Linked DNA regions of Gossypium hirsutum: region 1 is linked to region 2. A link is a contact called in public Hi-C data. All regions are on one chromosome and are shown on one strand. Each heading gives the region's core, a stretch centred on a gene start, on an enhancer-like site or on the middle of the called end of the contact. The rest is flanking DNA. Distances are from core to core; before and after follow the strand shown.

Region 1 (6,506 bases), core at 2,206-4,705, 330 kb before region 2:
CGTATTGATGACTTATTTGATTAGTTGAAAGGTGCCACGGTGTTTTTGAAGATTGATATCAAATCTGGTTACTATCAGTTGCGAGTTAAAGATGTCGATGTACCAAAAACAACGTTTAGAACTCGTTATGAACATTGTGAGTTTCTAGTCATGCCATTTGGATTGACGAATGCCACGACAACATTTATAGATTTAATTTATCGAGTTTTTCAGCCTCATCTCGACAGGTTCGTTGTTGTTTTTACTAATGACATTCTGATTTACTCTAGAAATGAATTTGAGCATACCCAGCATTTGAGAATCGTATTACAGGCCTTGCGTGAAAAACAACTTTATGCCAAGTTTAGTAAATGCGAGTTTTGGCTTAAAGAAGTCAAATTTCTCGATCATGTGATTTCAACTGAAGGGATACGAGTTGGTTTGAGTAAAATGTCTGTTATTTTAAACTGGAAACCTTTGAGAAACATTTTTGAGGTACGTAGTTTTTTGGGAATAGCCGAATATTATCAACGGTTTGTTAAGAACTTTTCAGTAATAGCTTTACCTATGACAAAATTGTTACAGGAAGATGTTATAACAAATGTCAGCAAAGTTTTGATCAGTTAAAGATTATGTTGACAAAGGCATCAGTGTTGACACAACCTGAATCTGGGAAAGAAATTGTTATTTACAGTAATGCTTCCTTGGATGGTTTGAGATATGTTTTGATGCAGGAAGGTAAGGTTATCGCATATGATTATCGACAGCTTAAAACTCATGAAGAGAAGTACTTGACACATAACCTTGAGTTAGATGTAGTTGTATTTGCATTAAAAATTTGGCGACACTATTTGTATGGTGAGAAATGTCATGTTTATACCGATCACAAAAGTCCGAAATATTTGATAACTCAAAAGGATTTAAATCTACATCAACGTAGGTGGCTTGAGTTACTAAAAGACTATGATCTGGTGATAGACTATTATTCGGGTAAAGCAAACGTTGTTGTCGATGCTTTGAGCCAGAAATCCCTTTTTTGCTCTTCAGTTGAAGAATGTTCAACTTAGGTTGGAGCGTGATGGTTCTATTTTAACCGAGTTAAGGGCTAAGCCCTAGTTTCTAAAGAAAATTCGGGAGTTGCAGTTTGATGATTCAAATTTGTTGGTTAAATGGAAAATGGTTGAAAATGGTCAAATTGTCGATTATAGTATTGGTTTGGACGGTAGTTTATATTTCCAAAAATGCCAAAGATAACTCCACTGATAACAAAAAGAAAAACTGCAAGATGAATCAAAATAAAGACACTTGAAAGTAGAAATCACTGTAAAAACCAACCAAAACCAGAAACTCACAAGAATAGTTGCAGAAATTTCAAAACTAAAAGAACAATAGTAACTCTGAAGAAGGAAACCTAAATAATATATAAACCTATCTCCCAAAACACATCGTTTTGAAAAACAAATGATGCCCAATGATGACTTACCACCTATTTGAAAAAGATGTTGATCATCATTACCGTAATTCCTCAAAAACACAATCCTCTAAAAACACCTATGACAAAATCTCAAAAGTTTTTGTCACAACGTTTCATTGTCAAACAAGGCCCTCATCTGCTGAAAAATAGTTGAATACGTAGAGACAATCGAACAAGGTGTCTTGAGGAGAGCCACTTTATAACCTCTCTCTCGAATTGAATAGAGGGAATATTGTTATACCCCTATCTGTATGAGGACATGTGGCAAGTCGGGAGGCCACCAGAATAGCAAACTAGCTAACAACAAACCAGGAAAACCCATTTTTTGGCATGACCACCCGGACAAGCAAACTCCATCCAACACCCAAGCCCTCGAGCTCGTATAAGAAACATGATGTCGTTGTTTACCAAATACCACATGGGCCCAATTGCTCTATATCATCAAGTCAAAATGAATGACATTATTTGTCCCATCATAGACATCCTTGTCCTATCGAATACATCCGTCCCACGCATTCTGTTATGATGGTTAGATGTCAAGTGCAACCTATTAACACCACCTTACATAAGACGCTGCCTATAAATACCTCCAGAATGATGAAGAAGGGGTTGACTCTCCAAGGATATCAAGCCTACATTTTGCCAACTTGCCTTCACTTTTATAACCTCCAGCTCTCTGCCTCGATTGGGTGAACCAACCTCTGTGACAACCACCACTCTCTCTTTCATACATCCTCCTTGTTGTATCACTATATCAACAATATATAATTTGGTACCTCAACTTTTATAATGCCATTGATTAGTCCAAATATTTTATTTGATTAAAATGTTGATACAACTTTTAAGAGTTGTAAACATTATTAAAATCATTTGTTAAATTCAAGTCCATTATATTTTTTTATTACATGACTACCAAGTGAGTATTTTCTTTAAGTTTCAAAATGTCATACTAGTAAATTTAATAGAATAATTTTATAGCGTTAAAAATTAGATATGAATTTTTAAATTAAAAAAAGAAGACTAAATTCCTGAAAATCTAGGTACCATTATAAAATATAAAGAGATGGTTTGTGTTAAATGCCTAAAAATCTAGGTACCATTAAATACTTGACTGGTTTTGTGCCCAAGCAAAGAAAGAGGCAAATCCGTCTATCATATATGGATGTGTGTAGTTATTGGCCACAAATTTCAGAGAGAAACTTCAAAATAAAAAATAAAAAAATCTGCCCCATTGTACAAACAAAAGAATATCTTAAAAAAACTTTGAAATTTTTGAATGGTTATCAAAATTTGGAACTCTCATATTTATCTACAAACAAGTGATTCATCAACAATGACACATTTCTTTCCAGACCATTTCTATCTTTTAATTTCAATGGTCCCACAACTGATGATCTTGCTTTCCAATCTTCATTTTTGACCAATTGCAACTTCATAGACACCCCACACTTAACTATTTTTGATGTATGATTGGTTTTTACATTTATGAGTCGGTAGTGATTTGTAAATTAATATATACAATATTTTAGAGACTTTAAAGGGTAACAAATAGTTAATGATTTATACCTATAAATGATCAAATTAAAGGGTCATTACTTACATACAAGATAGAGATATATTGGCATCATACATGCTATAAAAGAAAAGAAATTCAAATCCCGAGGTGAACATCCCTTAATCACTAAAAACTCAACTAAATGTTATTTGCGTACCATATAATTTTACTTTTTTATAAATATTTTATATTTATCTATTTACTAGAACATGCGAAAAACATGAGACTATATTTAATTAATTATTTTTTAAAGCATTTTGTTTGTGTTTTGGGTCAACTATGGTTATTTTATTATTTTGTTAAATCTTAGCTACCTTTTTTTTTTATTATGTGGACCTTATTTTCTCATCTTCAAATTATCTCACCCACCAATCACACATGAAGTTATTACCTGTATGACATCTATCATAGTTAAGATACACCTTCACATGTTTCAAGAAGAAAGAGATCATACACCATCCCAATATCGCCGTCCAATGGGCTTGAATCAAGAGCACTGCATAAAAGCATAAGGCTTACCGCATTGAATCGCCCCTAACGAAGTTATTCTCATATAAGAAACGGCTCTTCCCGACATCTGCAACGTTGGGGACGCTAGAAACAACTATTACACAAGTGGCTGTTGAAGTCTTTGTAAGTTGCCGAGGCATATCTCGGTCGACTCAACTCCACTCAGTCCGATCCATGGCGTCTCTTCACCCCACGATATCTCCTCAAAGCCTCCTTTCTTTAACAAAGCCACGAAAACCCATTTCGAGGCACCTCTCAGCTTCCTCATTAACCACCTCAAAACTGCCCGAGGGCCTTGCTTTCTCGGGAACCAAACAGAAAAACAAAAGGGAAAACTCGGTGGTGGTGGTGAAGTCATTAGCCGAGGAGCTTGACGTGATACCAGTTCAAAGTGAGGATGTTACAGATATGCAAGAAGGTGTTGCGGTGAGTCAGGTGCCGAGAGAATCGGCAGGAGGAGAGTTGGTGACTCAGGTAGGTGGGTTTAGCAATGAAGGAATGTTATCTTTTGAAGGGGTTTCTTCTTCAGGTTCACCTTCAGGGAACGGATTTGGTGATGGACAAGGAAGTCAAGAGGAATTGGATAGGCTTATAGATAGAACTATTAATGCTACTATTGTTCTTGCTGCTGGTACTTATGCCATCACCAAGTTGCTTACCATTGATCAGAATTATTGGCAGGTGAGATTATATCTGCAATTTTACTTTCATTTTGTGGAAAATTGCATGATTTGGCTTAGGAAATTGAATGATTGATTGCAAAATCTTTGTATTGTTATTGGTATCAGATTGTTATTGTAAAATCCCCCTCCTTTTTTGTTATTCCCTTTTGCTCTTTCAATTGCTGAATAATACAAAAATATGTGAGTAATCTATATGTATGCTTAGCTCTTCATGCTTGTGCCATTATTGAGGGCTCTTGGATGAACTCTAGTAGTAGGCCCATCTCGATTCCAGAGTTCGATTATAAGCTTGTGCATGTGTGGGTGTGTGACTTTGAATTTGTATTGTATAAAAAAAATATATTGCTCTTGGATGTTTTAGTAGCTTGAGATTTTTTAACGAAGATCTTAATCTTATTGTGTTTGACATGCTTATGTACCACATATGCATATAGCACTGGTATTTCATAATGAATTTGGCCTGCAACTTACGAATAACTGAAAATTTTACATCTTCGGGTCGTAGGGATGGACTATTTATGAGATAGTAAGATATGCACCTCAACACAATTGGAGTGCTTATGAAGAAGCTTTGAGGACAAACCCTGTTTTAGCGAAAATGGTTATCAGTGGAATCGTCTATTCTATAGGGGATTGGATCGCGCAAGTAAGTTTATATCATCGAAGAAATAATTTTCGATCTTTAGTTTTCGGTCATGAGATTGTCCCTTACACTTTTTCTTGTCTTTAATCTTTCAGTGCTTTGAAGGTAAACCTCTCTTTGAGTTTGATCGTATGCGGATGTTCAGATCTGGCCTTGTTGGCTTTACTCTACACGGTTCCTTGTCTCATTACTATTACCAATTCTGTGAGGTAATCATTCCGCACTATATATCTCACAAACAGGTTCGGAGTTGAAATTTTTGTCCTATTTAATGTATTGAAACTCGTTTTTTGCCCGTAGGAGCTTTTTCCTTTCCAAGACTGGTGGGTGGTTCCTGTGAAAGTAGCTTTCGACCAAACTGCATGGGCTGCAGTTTGGAACAGCATTTACTTTGTGGTTTTGGGATTTCTGCGTCTTGAATCTCCGATCAGTATTTTTAACGAATGGAAGGCAACATTCTTGCCTATGTTGACAGTAAGAGAACCTTAACCTTCTTTCCATGCCATTCATTCACTTTATATTTGAACAATTTGGTATTGTTTCGTTTTCCCGTGGTATCAAGATCTCATAGTGTTCTTGTGCATGGTTATTATGTAGGCCGGATGGAAACTTTGGCCATTTGCTCATCTTATCACTTACGGTTTTATTCCGGTAGAACAAAGGCTTCTTTGGGTGGACTGCGTAGAACTTATTTGGGTGACGATTCTCTCAACGTAAGTATCTCGAATATTGAATGGTTCGATATTATGGAATGGCACTGAGAAACACTCTTTCTACTTAAAAACAGTCTGAGATGCATGGAAGAACATTTTGTATAAGCTCTAGCTTTTTGGACATGCAAGTAATAGATGGTAGTGTGAGTGTTGATATTAGACATGTCCATAGACTGAGCTTGTTCGGACTAGGCACAAGCCCTATAATAACAAATGTTTTCCTTGCTCAAATGTGACTGAATTCTACATTATTGACGTTTTCTTTTTTCAACTCTATTCTAGTTATTCGAATGAAAAATCGGAAGCAAGAATCTCCGAGGCAGCACCAGCAGAAGCAAGTTCAATTTTGCCACCCGTTGGTCCACCCGAGGTACGATAGCTGATTGGTTGTTGTTTAGGCTAGCTAGAGTTGCATAGAATATAATGTCCCTTTACTCATTTTCTTTACATTTTCCTTCTTGTGCTCTTAGCAGGAGTAAATAATGAGATTTAGGATATCTGGGATTTGAGACATGGCAGTGGAATTAACCCTCATTCGCTTCGATCAAACGAGGCTTGACAGGCCGGTCACCGGAAAATATCGCAAAAACAAGGGGAAATTACATGCGTATGCTACGTAAATGCCGTCTTTTGTTTGTATGTACAAAAATTATACTTTTGGAGACATTGTGATCACTAATTGTGGAAAATATCATGGTATAGTGCTGGAAATTTTCTATAGAATATGGAAGTTTTCATGGATGTAAAACCTTTGTTCCATTGTAATTGTGTTCTTTTTTTTTTGTTTTGTTTCCATTGATAAAATCTGGACAGGTTTCCATCACAAGAAATTTAATGGTGGATTGGTAGGCCAAATCAAATGGCATTAGGCACCACAAGTAAGTACTGGTGAGGTTTAATTGCCACTTATTTTACCTGTTTAATTTTGTTGTTTGACAAGGAATCTGCA
Region 2 (6,654 bases), core at 1,130-3,629:
TAATATTTTGGTAAATAAAAAAAATTATAATATTTTGGTTAATTTTTATTTTTTTTATAATATTTTTATAAAAAAAAACCCATATTTAAGCTTAAACTTAAGAATTTTTAAGGAAATATCATAAATTAATTTAGGCAAAAAAATAGACTTAATGTAGGAACAATTGTTAAGTTTAAAAATTAACACAAATAAAAAAAATTAAATTTCAATACGAGAATAATTACTAAATTTAGAAATTAATTTTTAAAAAATTTAATTGTAATATAGTATGAAATAATAACTTAATTAAAAATCAAATAATAAATTGTTTAACAATTCACGGTGACAAAAGAGCTTGACCTTTTTTTTTCTTGACAAAAGTCAAGACATTACATTTTCTCAGCGGCCTAACACATGTTAACGATCCAACGTGGCAAAAGCTTATTGGTTAGATGGTATAGAATGATTACCTGTATCCAGACTGTATTCAGTGCCAACGAAAGGAAGCCTTTTTTCTGTAGTTTCTAATGACAAATTTAATTTCGTCGGCAGCGATACGCAATCTCCATTCGTCGTCGTTTTAGTCACGTGGTAGATCTAAAACTTTAAAGGGGAAATATTTTTGTTTTCACGTGTCCAACAAACGAAAGGTTGATTTATGAGTTGTTGCCTTTGCGTGGTGAAAGCAATTAGTTCTCTTCACCGACACTCTCTTCCCCATCAATTTTGTCATTTTATTACGATGAAGACAATATTAAATATACAATCAATACTGTCTATAATATTAATTAATTAATTTTTTATATCCATTTAAATTTAATGTAATTTACACATAAAATATTTTCATTTATATACATAAAACTTTAATATTTATTTTAAAAAATAAATATATTAATTTATTATTCATTGGGTCTTAACTTAGTTAATATTCACATTATTGTCAGCATAAGAGAACGTAAGTTTGAACACGTTAAAGTATATTTGTGTTCTCCTTTCTATATTTTGTAAAATAAAAATGGGTAAATTGTACTCAAAAGTCACTAAATTATTAGTAAATTTATATTCTGGTTATTTAATTTCAACAAGTTTTCATTTAGGTCGTTGGATTGTAAAATTGTTATATGACATTCTCTATTCGCACTACTTACACAAATCAAAAGCTCTCTAATTCCCCTTCTCTTTTACAGTTAAATTTTTTCATTAAATAGTTTTGAATGTTACAAATTTGTGAGCCAAAATCTAAATCTGATCTCTGATACTAACCACTAGGTCGACTTAGATTTAAGATATGATATTCTATTCACCAATGAGTACTGATTCACTGTATTGATAGTCGAATAATCGATTGGAGCTTGCTAAGTGAACTTTAAAAAAAAACTTAACAGCCTAGTGACTTAAATAATTTTTTTTGAATAGTTTAATAATTATTTTGTAACTTTTTAAAATTAAATTATTAAAACGTAAATTCATTAAATATTTGGAATGAGAAAAGAAGTTTTCTAATTTAATTTAAAATTGAAAACAAAAACGGAAATTGACATTACAAAACGTACTTTTATTTTAGTGGGTATCAATTCTTTATCATGAACAATGGAATCACCCTTTCCGTTTCGTGCAATACAAGCTGTAGATGTTGGTACCGCATGCTGTAAAATGTTGTACGCCCAGGGCTTCCAAAAAGGGCAGTTAATTATAGCGGGTATTTATTCCCTTTCTCGAACCCTCCTAAAATGCCCCTTCCAACTGCATTTGCTTTCCCAATAAGCATCCCTTCAGTAATTTACAATCTATTTTTATTCACGTAATAATAAATTTAGTATTTTAATATTTTTTATTAATTTATTTCTTATTTTTTATATTAAACTTTATATTTAATATTTAAAAAAATTAAATTTAATCATCAACATTAAAAAATAGAATAATTATTTTTTTAACATAAACATTAATTAAAATATTAAATTTTTAAATATCGCGAGCAATTCATATTTATTTCATGTTAATTTTTTAAACTTTATTTGGTTGAATTTTTTTATGATTTTTAAATTATTTATCAATGTAATATATAAAAGACATAATATTATATTAACATGAAATACACGTGAATTATCATGTATTTTATCATACCAACATTGTTAAATGAATTAAATTTTAATCAGCATTTTCGTTAAAAAATATTTTGACATTTATTAAATGATTAATAATCTAATTCAACTAAAAAAATAAGAATCAAACTACAAAAAAAATATAAATGTTACGAACTAAATTTATTATTATAATTTTTCAAAATTTTTAAATATTTTAAAGTTATTTTTGTTCTCATTTATGAATATAATTACAATTAATATATAAAATCGAAATAAATAAATTTTTTCTTTTTTGACAAAGAGGTGAAAACCCATTTTCAAAGTTAAGGTGATGTGTCATTTTCTTATTGAAAATACATTAAAAAGAAAAAACTACATATTTTTCCTTCAAATTTAATCATTTGCCTTTGCATATTTAGCTACAAGGGGAGTTTGAGGAAGAGAAAGAACAAAGCAAAGAGAAAAATAGAAGAAGCCTTTGTTTGGGGTTCTTGAACTTAGCTTTCCATATATTCATCCATGGCTTCTAAGCTTCTTTTGATTGCTGTATTTGTTCTTGATCTCATTGCTTTTGGTTTAGCTGTTGCAGCTGAGCAAAGAAGAAGCACTGTAAGTCTGCTAACTTTCCCCTTCACTTTCTTTTATTGTTTTGGTTTACAATTAGTTCATACGATTTCTGGGTATACTGAAAGTTTGCAACCTTTTTTTTCTGGAAAACTAAGGAAAATAAAAGAAAGTGAGTTCTTTTGTTTGAAAAAAAGCGGTAAATGTTGATTTTAGCTTTCTGCGCTTTTTGTTTCATGTAAGAATTTTCTGATATTTGGAGCTTCCATCGATGTAGGGAAAGAAAAGAAACACAGTATTCAAGCTTGATCTTTTGTGTGCCTGTATATATACACATGCACATACATATATATGTATTCTCTTTCTAATCAAATAGTAACGGAAATTGATTCCATCATTTTATAATTCTGAATTGTGTATGAACTTCACCAGATCTCAGCTGAATTTCTATAAAAATAATAGATCTGAGTTTATGGTTTTGATCCTCTTTCACTAACTTAAAAAAGGTGCCTGGTCCCCTTGGTTAAATTGTTCAACTTTAACTTTAGCCGCTCCAAAATGTTATTGATTCAATTTAATCCCTTTGTTAGATTCAAAATTTACATTTTTGCTCCTCTCAAGAAGTTAAAAAATCAATTAAGCCATTTTAATACAGAGCTTTTATAAATTCTTTAGCTTTGAACCCCAAACTTTTATAAATTTACCCCATCACACTGGCTTTTCACCCCAGGGTCTAATGGAAGAACTAGTCTTTGCTAGATTTAGAAGCCAATCTGTTTCATCTTTTGAAACAATATTTTATGATCTAATCGGTGATGTTGACTAAATTATTGACAACCAAGCTTCAAGATATTGCTTTTTGTTTATTGTACCATATATGATACTTTAATATAAAGTATGATAGCTGATCTTCTAACACGTTCTAGTATTCTAATATATAATCAAAGGGTAAAAGTATCTTGAAGGCTCTTGTATTATGAGTCAGATTGTTACTTAAAAAATGGGCAAGTTAGCACTTGTGCATTAGATCAAAGAGTAAATTGGTTTTTCTGTTAAAGTTTCCATCCATTTCTACCGTTAAAAACTAGTCTTTGCACGTCAGCATGAGGTACATGTGACGTTTGCTATGTTAGTTGTTAACAATTAAAATGGATAAAAATTTCAACATGAAAGACCTATTTGCTCCTTAATCTAACGTATAGGAATTAATCTGTTTATTTTCTGAGTAGAGGAGATAAAATGCAATCTGATTCATAATATAAGGGTCTCCATGATAATTTTATCGGGATCAAAGGTATATATCCAACATGATTATTGAGAAGGATTTTTTATTCCGCTTCAACTCAAAGCAGCTAACATTGGGTATATGTTTAATGGCAGGCCAAGATTGTGCAGGATAATGAAATTCAATACAACTATTGTGTGTATAACTCAGACATAGCAACTGGCTATGGTGTTGGTGCATTTTTGTTCCTCATGGCTAGCCAAGTCCTTATAATGGTTGCCAGCCGATGCTTTTGCTGTGGAAAGGCTTTGAACCCTAGTGGTTCAAGGGCTTGGGCAGTCATCCTTTTCATTGTTTGCTGGTATGTAACCAACTTTAGGTCAAATTTATGGTTTTTACATATTTGAATGGTTTCACTCATTCTTTGAATTGCATGTGTATGGCAGGCTATTTTTCCTAATAGCCGAGATATGTTTGTTGGCCGGATCAGTACGGAATGCATACCACACAAAATACCGGACCATCTTCAGCGAGCAGCCACCGTCTTGTGAAACTTTGAGGAAGGGAGTGTTTGGTGCAGGGGCTGCCTTCATTTTCTTGACTGCTATTGTCAATAAGTTCTACTATATTTGCTACTCAAATGCTAGGGAAAACAGCTTCCGGCCATACGGTGGCGGCGGAGAGGCCGGTGTCGGCATGGGAGCCTACAAATAAGCTATGACCTCATGAACTCTATGCCATTGACATCATTTTGCTTACTCCGTTGTCTGTTTTTCTGTTCTTTTTTGAGTTCCCTTTCGTGTTCTTTAAGGTTTCGATATAGGAGATAGATCGTATTTCATATTATATTCATAAATTTTTTAATTTCATTTTCGTCCCCAGTCCAAGATTCTGTAAAATTTTGTGAAGTTTCTTGTATACAATCAAATAACAAAAAGATTGGCATTTGTTTTCCAGCTCCTCATGCAATGCTGGTTATGTATTTTTGAATGAATGACATAATCTTCGATGGGGTTTGCTTGCTATTTGTTAAACAAATAAACCCAAGCCTGATTTAGAAGGCCCTTTCCTTCTCAATGGTCAAGTTTCAATTTTTGTTCCTATACTACTTTCCAATTTAATATTTAATTTTTATACTTTAACTTTTTACATAATTTGACACCTCAACTTTTACAATGTTATTGATTAGCCCAAATGTTTTATTTTGATTAAAATAATGATGTAATTTTTAAGAGTTGTTAACACCATTAAAACTATCTTTTAAATTCACGTACATTAAAATATTTCGTTTGTTACATGGTTACCATATAGGTATTAAAAAAAATTCTAAAATGTCACTCCAATGAATTCGACAAAAAAAAAATAATGGTGTCAACAATTGGAGTTGAATTTTTAAATTAAAAAAATAAAGAGATTAAATTCTTAAAAATTAAAGTAGGAAGACTAAATTCTAAATGCTCCAATAGTACAAAATCTTGAAATATATTTTAACTTTCAAATTTTATTCTATAATTTAATACAATTAACTCAATTTGAAACGTGGTAGAGAACCATACTAGTTTAAGCTAACTGCGACGTCTTTGTGTATTTTTCTTTTGTCACAAAGTATTTTAAATTTATATAATTTTTCACAAGCTAATAATTTGTATTACACAAAATTTGGTATGTTCACGTATTCGGTAAAAGTACCACAAAACCTCTTGTACTATACTTTAGATTGCATTATATCTCTTTTACTGGAAAAAAAAGAGAGCAAATTAGTTACTGTATATTAGATGAGTGAGCAATATAGTTTTTCCGTTAAAATTTAGTGCTTATATATAAGGTAGAATAACCAATTTAGCTCTTAACCTTTACACATTTATTCAATTTGACTCCTACTCTTTTCTTTGAAGTAAATTAGAAAATTTTGAATCTAAAGAGGATGAAAGGTAAAAAAAAAACCCTTAGTAACAAATTAAAAAAAAATAATTAAGCCTTTTAAAATTTAAAAATTATTAAACAAATCATGAAAATTATAAAATTTAATGGTTATAAGATTTTTAAAAAAAATTGACCTCTACTCTTTTATTGGGTTGACATTGTTATTTTTTAATGAAACTTTTATAATTTTAAAATTTTTATAACTTTTGTTTATAACTTTTACGTTTTTTTTAATAATTTTAAATTTTAAAAGGGTTTAATTGATTTTTTTAATTTGTTACTAAGGCTTTTTTTACCCTTTACCCTTATTAGTTTTAAAATCTTCTAATTTACTTCCGATAAAATAGCAGGGGTCAAATTGAATAAATATAAAGGTTGAGAGCTAAATTTATTATTATACCTTATATATATATACCAAAATAAGCATTTAAGGTGCAACTATAATAGAGGAGTTATTTTGTTTACTTATCTAACGTATGGAAGTTAATTTACCAATTTTCCCAATGAAAGAACTAAAACACAAGGTTTTATAGTACTTTTTACCTTATATATTCATATCACATTTTTTTTTCATTTTATATTATATAATATTTCTACCATTTTTTTTTCCATATTATACCTGTCGAAACCGCTTTTTTGAAAACAAAAATTTTAGTTTCGACTTAAAAATAAAAACTGGAATCGCCACCGATCCTTTGTTAAGGTGTGATCGGCGCACCTTCAAAATAATTTTGGTCTGCGAAATTCGAGAAAATAGGTTCGGGAGTCAGTTACGCACGAGGAAGGATTAGCACCCTCGTAACGCCCAAAATTGGTACCAAATTGATTTTATTTATGCCTTGGTGTCGAAAACTTGAAAAGATTTTAAAAGGAAACTTT

What was found. A called contact is a pair of places that touch in the nucleus more often than the background predicts.
Region 1: a contact with region 2 is called in a Hi-C map of leaf, with 2.0 times the contacts expected there. The contact joins the promoter of LOC107903543 here to the promoter of LOC107903550 in region 2. A contact is called at or near these places in 2 of 34 Hi-C or Micro-C datasets (callus and leaf).

The regions. Positions count from the first base shown.
Region 1 is chrD05:61,404,215-61,410,720 of Gossypium_hirsutum_v2.1, reverse strand. LOC107903543 reads left to right here and starts at 3,455. Exons shown (of 9, transcript XR_005913117.1): 1 at 3,455-4,199; 2 at 4,707-4,847; 3 at 4,940-5,053; 4 at 5,145-5,318; 5 at 5,442-5,557; 6 at 5,840-5,927; 7 at 6,031-6,253; 8 at 6,371-6,435; 9 at 6,498-6,506.
Region 2 is chrD05:61,073,043-61,079,696 of Gossypium_hirsutum_v2.1, reverse strand. LOC107903550 reads left to right here and starts at 2,379. Exons shown (of 3, transcript XM_016829631.2): 1 at 2,379-2,672; 2 at 4,008-4,213; 3 at 4,299-4,877. The coding sequence starts at 2,583. The coding sequence ends at 4,566.